3 separate regions of the Mus musculus genome follow, and regions 2 and 3 are each linked to region 1. A link is a contact called in public Hi-C and HiChIP or PLAC-seq data. All regions are on one chromosome and are shown on one strand. The core of a region is the stretch at or near the end of the contact, and the rest is flanking DNA. Distances in the headings are between cores, read along the strand shown. Region 1 holds the start of Zdhhc14 (zinc finger, DHHC domain containing 14). Region 2 overlaps Zdhhc14 (zinc finger, DHHC domain containing 14). Region 3 overlaps Zdhhc14 (zinc finger, DHHC domain containing 14).

Region 1 (3,164 bases), core at 427-2,926:
CTCTCCGAAATATTCCCAAATGATCAACTGTGGATATTTCCTGGGGAAACTTCTTTGAAAGAAGGTACACTCCACCCTTGGTAAGACTGTTAATCAGGGGTACAAGGAAATGAAACAGGAAATAACCCATGCAGGACACTGTAGGTAATCAACACTTTCAACCTAAAATAACTAAGATTCAGCCAACTCGGTTTAAAAAGATGCCTCGAACTTCCTTAGCAGGGGTGAGATGGGAGGTCACAGGGGCGGGGATAAGGACTAAGTCAAGTCTCTCTCTTAGAATTCTCCACTCCACCCCAGAAGGCTGCACCTGGGCTGGTGTGCTAGTTCCAAACTCAGAGTCCACCTGCTTGGTTCTAGCCAATGCTCTGGAGCCAGTGACCTGGCACACCTTACAAGCGCCCCTCTCTCCTTTTCCTTACTCCCAGGATTCAGCCCCAAGAAGGCATTATTCCAGGGGGCTGAAAAGTCCCATAAAGGGAAAGCAGGCTGACATTATATAACAATATACACCAGAAAACGAAAGTCGCCAAAGTAGGGGCAGGAGGAGTGGGGGAGCACGGCATCTGGAAGCCGCCACTTACTCGAAGGCGAAGAAGAGTCCACTAGTGACCAGGATGAGAATGAGAGTCAGGTAGAAGACGCCGGTCTGCCGGGCCATCATGATCCTCCCGTTGCAAAAGAACTTGTTTCTTCCTGGGAACACCTCCCATTTCCTCCGGGCCGCGATTTTCTTCTTCTTGTGGGGCGACTCCATGGGAGAGGAGCTGTGGGTGCTGATCTGACTGTACTCGCAGTCTTTCATGGGCCCGCCGCCGCCGGGAGGCATCCACGAGGGCAGCCGGCTGGGGGCGCACACCCCCAGAAGCCCCCCGGCCGCGCGGGTTCCGCCGAGCCACGGCCGCCGCCGGCCACTCGGCCGCCCCCCGAGCCGCGGCGCTGCGACCCCTAAACGGGCTCCCGGCTCGGCGACAACTTTACGGAGGACACCCAGGTTAACCCCTTGGAGAGCCCAGCTGTCATAGCAGAATCCGCTTTCGGGAGGGACGATGTTGGTCCGCAGTCCTCGGCAGCGGTTCTCCGTGGCTTCCAGCCGGGGGGTCGGGGCTGCAGGACCCCGCGGGACGCGGGGAACCGCTCAGCAGACACCCAGAAGGCGGTGCGCCTGGCTTCGCCACCCGCAAGCTCCCGGCTGCGCTTGGGCTCCGGCCGGCGGATCCCGGATCGCCGCGCCCTTAGCGGACACGAGGCAGCAGACCTTACGCCGGCTCCCTCCGGAGCCACTTCTGCGCCTCGACCAGGTGGTTTCTACTCTTTCCCGGTGACGGATTCTCCCAGGAGAGAGAGCTGCAAACTGAGCGGCAGCTCGCGACACCGGCAACCCCTCCCAGGGGTGGGGACAGCCACGCGCGTTCTTCTGTCAGGAGCTGCTCTGTAGGAGCCGGGGCGCTGCCCGCGCTGCGACCCCGCATCCACGAGCCGAGCAGCCGAGCTGAGTCCGCGGCCCCTAACGCGGGGCTAAGGCCGAGGGTGGTGGCGGCGGTAGCGGTGGCGGCTCCCGGGGCTTCCTCGGTTCCTTCTGTCCGGAGAAGACAACCCTAGCGCGACGAGGGCCGCCGGAGGGCCGCGGGGACACTGCCAGAGACACTTGTTTGCAAGGCTCAGCCCCGGCGCGCGCGGCGCTCCGAGCAGGTCCGCCTCCTCGCCGCCGGGTGGGCGGTGACGCCCGCGCCTCACAGCCGGGCTCCTCCTCCTGCTCCTCCTCCTTGCCAGTGAAGCCTGGGCACCCGCTCCCTTGGGTCCCTGCCCCAGTATCCCCGGGCCAGAGCGCAAGGCTCGGGGACTGTGCGGGCCTGGCGCGCCCGGAGGAAGGCTCCTGGCTCCCGGGTGACATCCTTCACCCTAGGAGAAATCAGGTCGTTGCCCTCGGTGCTGAGGCGCCATGCGCTCCCCGCGGACTTAGTTCCTCTACGGGGTTCTCCACCGGATTATTCCCGGTCTCAGCTGCCACCTCTGGACACTCGCATTCTCATGACCAGTCGAAAAACCGTTCTTGCTACTACGGGGGACCTGAGTACCCGCCACGCAAAGAAGTGACCTTTCCTGGCCTGCCCTCGGCTCATCCTCTTCCTCCCCAGCGCCACGCGTGGCTGAGACGCCAGGGAAACTCTACCGATGCCGAGAGGATGGGGGTGGAGTGCCTTGATGACAGGGTGATGAGCAGCCCCCTGAAACAGGCCAGACTTCGGGACCTCGAAGGGCAGGGGACAGCAGAGCGGTCTGTGTCAGCTCCAGCAGCGACCGATCTGCCCCCTCTTTTGGATTAAAAACCCCCAGTGGCAGGCTTTGTTTGCAAAGGTCGCTGTCTTCCCCATCTTTCATTCTCTACTTTTTCCCCCTGGTGCTCACAATTCGCTCATTTTACTTCTGTCTACTTGCCTCTGTGGAGCCCACGCACAATAAAGGGACCGCACATCTAGCGAATGCTTGGAGTGCGCCTTTCTTTACATCCCAGTTTGACAGTTGGGTATACAAACGGGCGCAAGGCCGGCGCCAGAGAGCCCCAGCAGCCTAAGCGCTGCTGCGCCCCTGGGCTTCGGGGCCCGGTAGAAGCGCTAACTGGCGTTTGCACTAGGGTAACCCAGCGCAAAAGGACACCCGGCACGGGCGCTCGGTTTTCTGAGCCCTACTTTCTTTTCAGAGCCCGCTGGGATGTGTAGTTCCTTCTCTCGCTGTCCAACTCAGGGAGGAAACGTGACTTGAGGATCTAAAACTACAAGTCCCTGCAACCCCTGCGACGAAGGCGGGGAAGCAAGGTACTGGGCTTTGTAGTACTCAGCGTTTGGAGAGCCACAAAGACAGCTTTGGAAAAGATGCTTTCTCTGTGCCGGGTGGATATTTGCACACTGCCTGCGTTCTGTGTAATCCTCACCACAACCCTGCGATGCACTATTGTACCAAGCTCAAAGAACTGCTTGCCCAACACTACAGAGCTGCCCAGTGATAGAAATGGCACTGAACCCAGAGCTCTGTCTTTCCCTTACAGAGCACGCCTCAGTGCTCAGTGTCAAAGATAGATAAGCTTGGCTAGCCAAAAGAGAAAAAGGATGTAACCAGCTAGGAAATGGGGGCGATAGAAATGGTAATTAGATGGGACAGGGAAT
Region 2 (3,164 bases), core at 457-2,956, 190 kb before region 1:
GCTCGTGGGCACCCCTCACAACAGACCCTATTGATCTTATAGCTCCAAAGCGCTTCTTTAGGAAAGATTAAGCTTTCAGGATACAGAGTGAGCCGAAAACTAGGATCCAACAGACAGAGCAAACTGTAGCTGAAGAAGTTAGCCCAAACCCCCAAAACTCTTGAATGAGATAATTGGAAAGTTAATATTAAAAAAAAAAAAAAGTTGAGAAGACCAGATTCAGGACCCATATCTGCCATTAACTGACGGGACAATCAGAGATAAAAAGAAAAACAAGCAACAACAACAACAAAATAATGGGACAATATTCACAAAGGGCTGCCCCTGCTGCACAGGTGCTGGGTGGTCCCAGGCAGCTGAGGACATCTTCTGTGGCTGCCTGCCCAGCCACTGACCCTCCTGTCTAGTCCTCCTGTGCCTTTGGACCAGAGTCACTCATTGCCTTTGCACCTGCTTCATTCATTCTCCCAACAACCCTCAGGCAGCCTTCTAAATGTCCGCAGAGTCCTCGGAGCTCCCACTTCCTATAGCAGTTAAACATGGAGCCTGTATCCCCGAACCCTGCAGCAGCCCTGTGCTCTCAGGAGAATCCAGCTGCTGTACGGCTGGGGGATATACACAGTGCTCTCTGCACTGGGGCATGGGGCTGGGGTGGAGAAAGGCCCAGTTCAGGCTTCTCTTCTGATAGTAGAGCCGGCGAGGAGCGGTGCTCTTTTGCACCCATGGGCTTACATTGTGTTTAATTCATCAATTTATTCTGTCAACTGGGCTCTGCTGCACCTCTACTGAGTGGCGGCCTCAGCACCTGGGGCTTCAAATACTAACCTAAAGGCAAAAGTTTTTCTTCAATGTTCAGACTGAAGGTGGTGGCTGGTCACAAAGCCTGGCACCCGTTGAGCTCCTCAATGCCTGCAACCCCAGGTATGTGGCATAAAGGGTGTAGCTGAATGTTCTGGTCTAATCCCCAATTATTCTGTGTGGGACTTTGTGTGTATGTGTGCATGCACACAACAATTGTGCCTCTGTTTCATAGAGCGTCTCTTTGTGGTTTAAATACAGCTCTTGAGAAAGAATAATCAAGTCTACAATAGCTAATGGTTGAAGAATGCTAGAATTTGGGGGGAGAGGGTAAAATTGGTTAGCTTGGAAATTACTATTTCCCAAGGGTATTTTGCACAAGTATTCTGAAGGAAAACACAAAAGCCTGAAATGGCTTTTACTTTCATAAAGATCCCTCCTGCTAATGGTTGGGCGTTGTTGGCAGAGAGGTGCAAATGATAATGTATACTTGCTTGGTTACGTCTGGCACCAACCCTGCAATCAGAGAACTAAGGGCCCGAGGGGACAGAAGGAGAGGTTGGCTACATGTGCTCTGGAATGGGAGACCAGCAGTGAAGGAGGTATCTCAGGGAAAGAGAAATCTTGGGCTAGCCAGAGACTTCTGGTAACTGTTCCTTAATATATGGCTTCCTTTTCAAGGCCTTTCTTTGTCTGGGAAGCCATTATTTTCTTTTGAGAGACCAGGGTGCTTATATCACAAAGCTGATTTTCACTCTAAACTGCTATGACAAATAACTAAGACTGCTTTCTTAAAACACAAGAGGGAAAAAATGTCACCTTTGAAGATGTGGATTAAGATTCCCTTTCCAGCTGAAGGCTTCATCTGCAGTGGCAGTCCCTTGTGTACTGAGGTTTCACAGACCATTAACCAGATGACAGGGCATCTGCCAAAGTGGTGGGAACCTCTGCTAACAGGAGTTTAGTCAGCGTGAAGATAGGGCAGGGGGCAGATGTAACTTCATACTCTGGTCCACAAGACTCTACTGCAGTCTTGGAATATGGTTGTTCACTGCTACACACACAGTCATGGATTTAACAAATATAAATATCTAACAGATGTCCACTAGAGGCCTAAAGTCTTCCAAGTGCTATGAATGCAGGACAGGAGAAATCCTTTGTACTTTGTGGCACAGGCTCTAGGGAGAGCTGATAAATTCAGTGAACAGAATTCTGCTAATTCAAATGTACAAACAAACCATACTACAGACTAGACCTCACACTTGGCTGGTGGCTGGGATCACTTAAGGTAGTGTTTTTCATCTGGGGGTGATTCTATCTAAAGGGGAAATGTGGAAATGTCTGGAAACATTTCTTTATTTGTCACAAGTAGGAGGGAATACTCCTGGCACCTGTCGTGGAGGCCAGGCATTCTGGTAAACATCCCATAATGCACAGGCCAACCCTTCACAAAGGAATTTTACAGCCCATACGTGAATAGTATTTTGCTGGAGAAGCCACTCAAAGTGTGGTCCCTGAACCAGCAGTTTTGGAGCCATCAAGAAACTTGGTTGAAATGAACCAGTTTGGTGCTGCCCCCACTCTGAGTCCCCTTGTCCAGAATCTGCATTTTCAAAGATCCCCAGGTGATTTGGGCTCCTGCGGAAGCTTGGAAATCATTGCTGTTGTTATGACACTCCTCAGTAAGTAGGCTAGACTTGCTGGCAGGTCAGATGATATGTTAACTACGCTTGGTGAGGTTCCAGTATCTTCCTTAGGTACTCAGACAAATACCATGCATGCAAACTTACTTATCTGGAAGTAATAGAGAGAAAGGATGGGAGAGAGAGGGGGGGGAGACTACTCTTCAACATACTCATCTTACATAGACGCTAATAGAAGCTAAGAACAGTATTTTTATAGATGCTCTCAGCTCACACTTATAGTTGACAAAGCTAGCTGGGGTCCTAAGAGCTAAGCCCTAATTCTTAGCCCTGCCAGCTGGAGAACCCAGTGGTTATCTAAGAATGAAGGTAACAGAGAGGTAGCCACGCCACTTGCAAAGAGTTGATACAATATGGTTAGTTATAGAAAGTTGCCCCCCACCCCCCACCCCCGAAAGAGCAAAGCCTGGTTTTCAAACATTTTTAATCTGGGATATTTTCAGAGGAAAATTTTTACAAATCACCTCAATATATGTATTATAGTCAGGAGCGAAGCACTAGGTTGGCTGAGATGGGGCCAAATTGTTAGTCCTGTGTATTTTCCTCCTGGGGACACAATTTGAAAAATACCATAAAAGACAAGAGCTGTGGTCTAGATTAGATACCAAGAGGAATCTTGTACATGTATATATGCCCTTGTGAAGCTAATGAGATGGCTGTATG
Region 3 (3,164 bases), core at 268-2,767, 150 kb before region 1:
AACTTATATTTCTACTTGAGACATGAAGATGTCTCATCAGAAATGACTGTTTTCTTGTTAGAGACTGACTATGAAACAACCAACAGAATTTGAGCCCACATGTGTGAGAGGTTCTGGCGGATAATACTTTTTGGGGGGTGTTTTAGTTTTGTTTGTGTTGCTGTGATAAAAATACGCCGACACAAACAACCGAAACAAGAAAGGGTTTATTTGGCTCACAATTGCAGGTTATAGCCAATTGTGATGGGGACAAGAAGGTAGCAGGAATTTGAAACAATTAGTCATATTACGTTCATAGTCAAGAGCAGACAGACACGAATTCATGCATGCTGCTGAGGGGAAGCACACCCACATATAGGGTAGGTCTTCTTGCTTCAATTAATTCAATTAAGAAATCCCTTCCAGGCAACAGGAAGGCCCATGGGCCAATTTAATGTAGACAATGTCTCATCGAGACTCTCTTCCCAATAGAGCCAACATTGTGTCAAAACCAGCCACCACAGGGGGCATGTTTAGCATGTCCATGAGGCACCTAAATTCAATTACTTCAAGTCTAGACCTCGGACTGTGACAGCAGCTGGGGAGTGATAGAGAAGGGACTCAGACTTGATAGCCTTCTTATCATCCAGATGCTGGCTTCATTTCTTTTATTGTCATTTACAAAGCAACCTTGTGTTGTGGTAAGCCATGAAAATGTGCCAGTGTGTGGCCACCAGAAATAAACTATCCATGGTGAGTCCAACCAGAGCAGACCTGTGTTAGAACTTGCCAACGCTGACTGCATGTGTCCATTCCATGAGAGGTTCTTGTTCTTAGGAAACGTGCACTGCATATTCAGGAATAAGGTCTCATGAGATACGCAGTCTTCTTTCAAATAGTTTAGGGAAAGTATGGCATAGGGAGATAAGATGGAATGAATACTTATAGGTGAATTTGGGTGAAAATGGATATATATTATTATTGCAATTTTTATGCTGAGGCCTATAAGCCCCTTTATGTGGGAGATGAGAAGCTGTCCTTCTGCGTGGCTTCCTCGGAGAAGACAAGGAGAGAATATTCCATAGCTCATTGAACTACTGTGTGTCAGGTACACACCGTGTAATCCTTTGCCAGGCACTTTGGGATCAGGTCTTTAAGTCAGCTCAGCTTAATGAGATAGTGGGCACCTGGTGACAGCTGTCCTCTTTCCCAAGGACAGTGCTAAGTTCTCTTGGGAAGTCCCCGTAACCTCTTTATCAAAGCTATAGGATCCCTGCTTCTAAATGATGGCATCTGTGCAAGAGAGACAGCTTTCAACTGAAGTTCAGAAGAAGCTGAGAGCATCTATAGTCCTGGTGATGAAAAGCAGTAAGCAGACTCTGCCTTTGATTGTGACTGTGAACATGGAACTCCAGGAGCAATGAGGCTGGATGGGCCGCTTGCCAACCCATGGCAACTGGCAGCACTGGTTCAACAGCCAAACCACTACGAGCAGCTTAGAAATTCTCAGTCCAAGCTCAGACCTCTCGGAGACAAACAGCCTCTTCACATTCTGAGCAGCAGTGCCCTGAGCTCCACTGAACACCATCTGCGGTGTGTGTAGCCTCCACCTCTGCCTCCGCCTCCGCCTCCGAGGGCCTGGATTTCATACAAGATGATGATACAGCTGCCAGAGACATAAACACCATTTGGAGTCCTATTTCTGTCTCCGGAATTGTGACCTACATACAGCCCAGGGCAGCACAGAGAACAGGAGACAGGCATCTTCGTCTTCATAAAGCTCAATTGGAAAGTGACAGGAGAAGACGGGCTGGGGAGTCGGGGAATGAGACTCTGAAAGCATCCGGGGTTTTTTGGAACATAAAAGATATTAGCTAATTTGGCACCAGACAAAACAAATGCTAAAATGATGAGATGTCTTTACTCCAGTCATGAACAGCATCGAGAGCTGTCTGACTCCTGCTATGATGAGACAGGTGCACAAATAGCTGTGTACAAAGTGTCACCCTGTACACTGTAGAGAAGGAAAGGCCGCCAGGAACAGGTAGAAGGGTGTGGCGTTGCCATGGTATTATGCTGCTCTTTTTTCTGTTCTAGCAGTGATTTTGAATTTTTGGTTGTGAGCCTAGCCTTTAATGGCTGAGCCATCTCTCCAACCCTCTAATAGCAATTTTAATAACTATTCAGGGGAAAATATTTGTGTATGTTTTGATGTTTACACATGAAGAGTGGAACCATCTTCTGGGTGTGATACTATCTGAGACCATGAAATCAGAGGATTTTTGCCATTAAAAGTACATAGCAAGGGGCTATGGAAATAGTTCATGTTGGATTCCCTCAAAACCAGATATAGCTGAGTCACTATAGCACACAACTATAATTCAAGTGGTCCTAAGGTAATAGGGATGTAGAGACAGAAGGAACCCCCATCCTTGAGGCTCACAGGCCAGCTATACTGGCATGTAAGAGACCCTGTCTCAAGCAAGATAGAAGGCAAGGATCAATGCTAGAGATTGCTCGCTGACATCCGCGTGCTTCACATGACAGCATGCATGCCTGCATTCATATACACATCTTATACACACGTCGAAATGATTCTATATAGATTGCCTATATTCATGCACATAAATACACACACACACACACACACACACACACACACACACACACACATCATTCCCATAGAGATAAAATGACTCTCTTTATAACCAGATATAAATTTATTTTTGCCATTGGCTACTGAGATCCTAACTTCACTGACTCTTAATTTCTGTTTAGAGATTGGCTCAATGGAGCAGAATCTGACATAAAGATAATTCCTTCAATGAAAAGCTTGAGACTGATTTCTTCGACATTTCAAATATAAAAACTGGATTTCGTTATTGAGCAACGAGGTCCCTGTTGGTCCACAAGTCAGTTTTTGAGAGAAGATTAACTTTGCTTAAGAGAAACAAAATGCAGCAAGACAATATTAGCCAGGCGCAGCAAATGTTACCACCACGTGACAGAGGGTCCTTTCCATATTAAAATAATTCACCTTTCAAAGGTTCCTATTAAGAGTTTACGACTCCTAACAAGAAATGGACTTCATTTGCTAGTTCTGCTTTGTTCTATGCAGAGAAAGCGTTAGTATAAGAACAAGTGCCTTTTAGGTGCAGACAAGGGGTGTGTGTTTATTATTACGG

Evidence for each region. A called contact is a pair of places that touch in the nucleus more often than the background predicts. HiChIP or PLAC-seq counts read pairs in DNA pulled down with a chosen protein or histone mark.
Region 2: an H3K4me3 HiChIP or PLAC-seq map of the 230-238 cell line shows a contact between it and region 1, with 17 read pairs. The contact joins the enhancer-like site here to the promoter of Zdhhc14 in region 1. A contact is called at or near these places in 3 of 39 promoter capture datasets (cranial neural crest and liver), 3 of 484 Hi-C or Micro-C datasets (bone marrow-derived macrophages, embryonic stem cells and ventricular fibroblasts), 12 of 115 datasets of contacts at active chromatin or transcription factors (the 230-238 cell line, bone marrow-derived macrophages, embryonic forebrain and 8 more) and 3 of 9 other capture datasets (adipose tissue, liver and pancreatic islet).
Region 3: a contact with region 1 is called in a Hi-C map of cerebral cortex, with 6 times the contacts expected there. The contact joins the enhancer-like site here to the promoter of Zdhhc14 in region 1. A contact is called at or near these places in 4 of 39 promoter capture datasets (cranial neural crest, hippocampal neurons and liver), 6 of 484 Hi-C or Micro-C datasets (bone marrow-derived macrophages, brain, cerebral cortex and 2 more), 11 of 115 datasets of contacts at active chromatin or transcription factors (the 230-238 cell line, SST interneurons, a beta-TC-6 cell line and 8 more) and 2 of 9 other capture datasets (liver and pancreatic islet).

Annotation. Positions count from the first base shown.
Region 1 is chr17:5,491,112-5,494,275 of GRCm38.p6, reverse strand. Zdhhc14 (zinc finger, DHHC domain containing 14) reads right to left here and starts at 1,676. Exons shown (of 9, transcript NM_146073.3): 1 at 585-1,676. The coding sequence starts at 829. It overlaps Gm52310 (zinc finger X-linked protein ZXDB-like), which reads left to right and starts at 1,050. Exons shown (of 2, transcript XM_030250193.1): 1 at 1,050-1,301; 2 at 1,524-3,164. The coding sequence starts at 1,050. The coding sequence ends at 2,327.
Region 2 is chr17:5,678,068-5,681,231 of GRCm38.p6, reverse strand. All of the region lies in intron 2 of Zdhhc14 (zinc finger, DHHC domain containing 14), which reads right to left. Among named protein-coding and RNA genes, the nearest start is that of Gm41519, 91 kb to the left of the region's middle. Within about 2 kb of position 1,706, at least 11 of the 459 cell types and tissues checked have an H3K27ac peak or open chromatin away from gene starts, as enhancers often do. A contact at or near this core is called in the 230-238 cell line and pancreatic islet, where this site is marked.
Region 3 is chr17:5,641,929-5,645,092 of GRCm38.p6, reverse strand. All of the region lies in intron 1 of Zdhhc14 (zinc finger, DHHC domain containing 14), which reads right to left. Among named protein-coding and RNA genes, the nearest start is that of Gm52305, 120 kb to the right of the region's middle. Within about 2 kb of position 1,517, at least 42 of the 459 cell types and tissues checked have an H3K27ac peak or open chromatin away from gene starts, as enhancers often do. A contact at or near this core is called in SST interneurons, cerebral cortex, forebrain and 1 more, where this site is marked.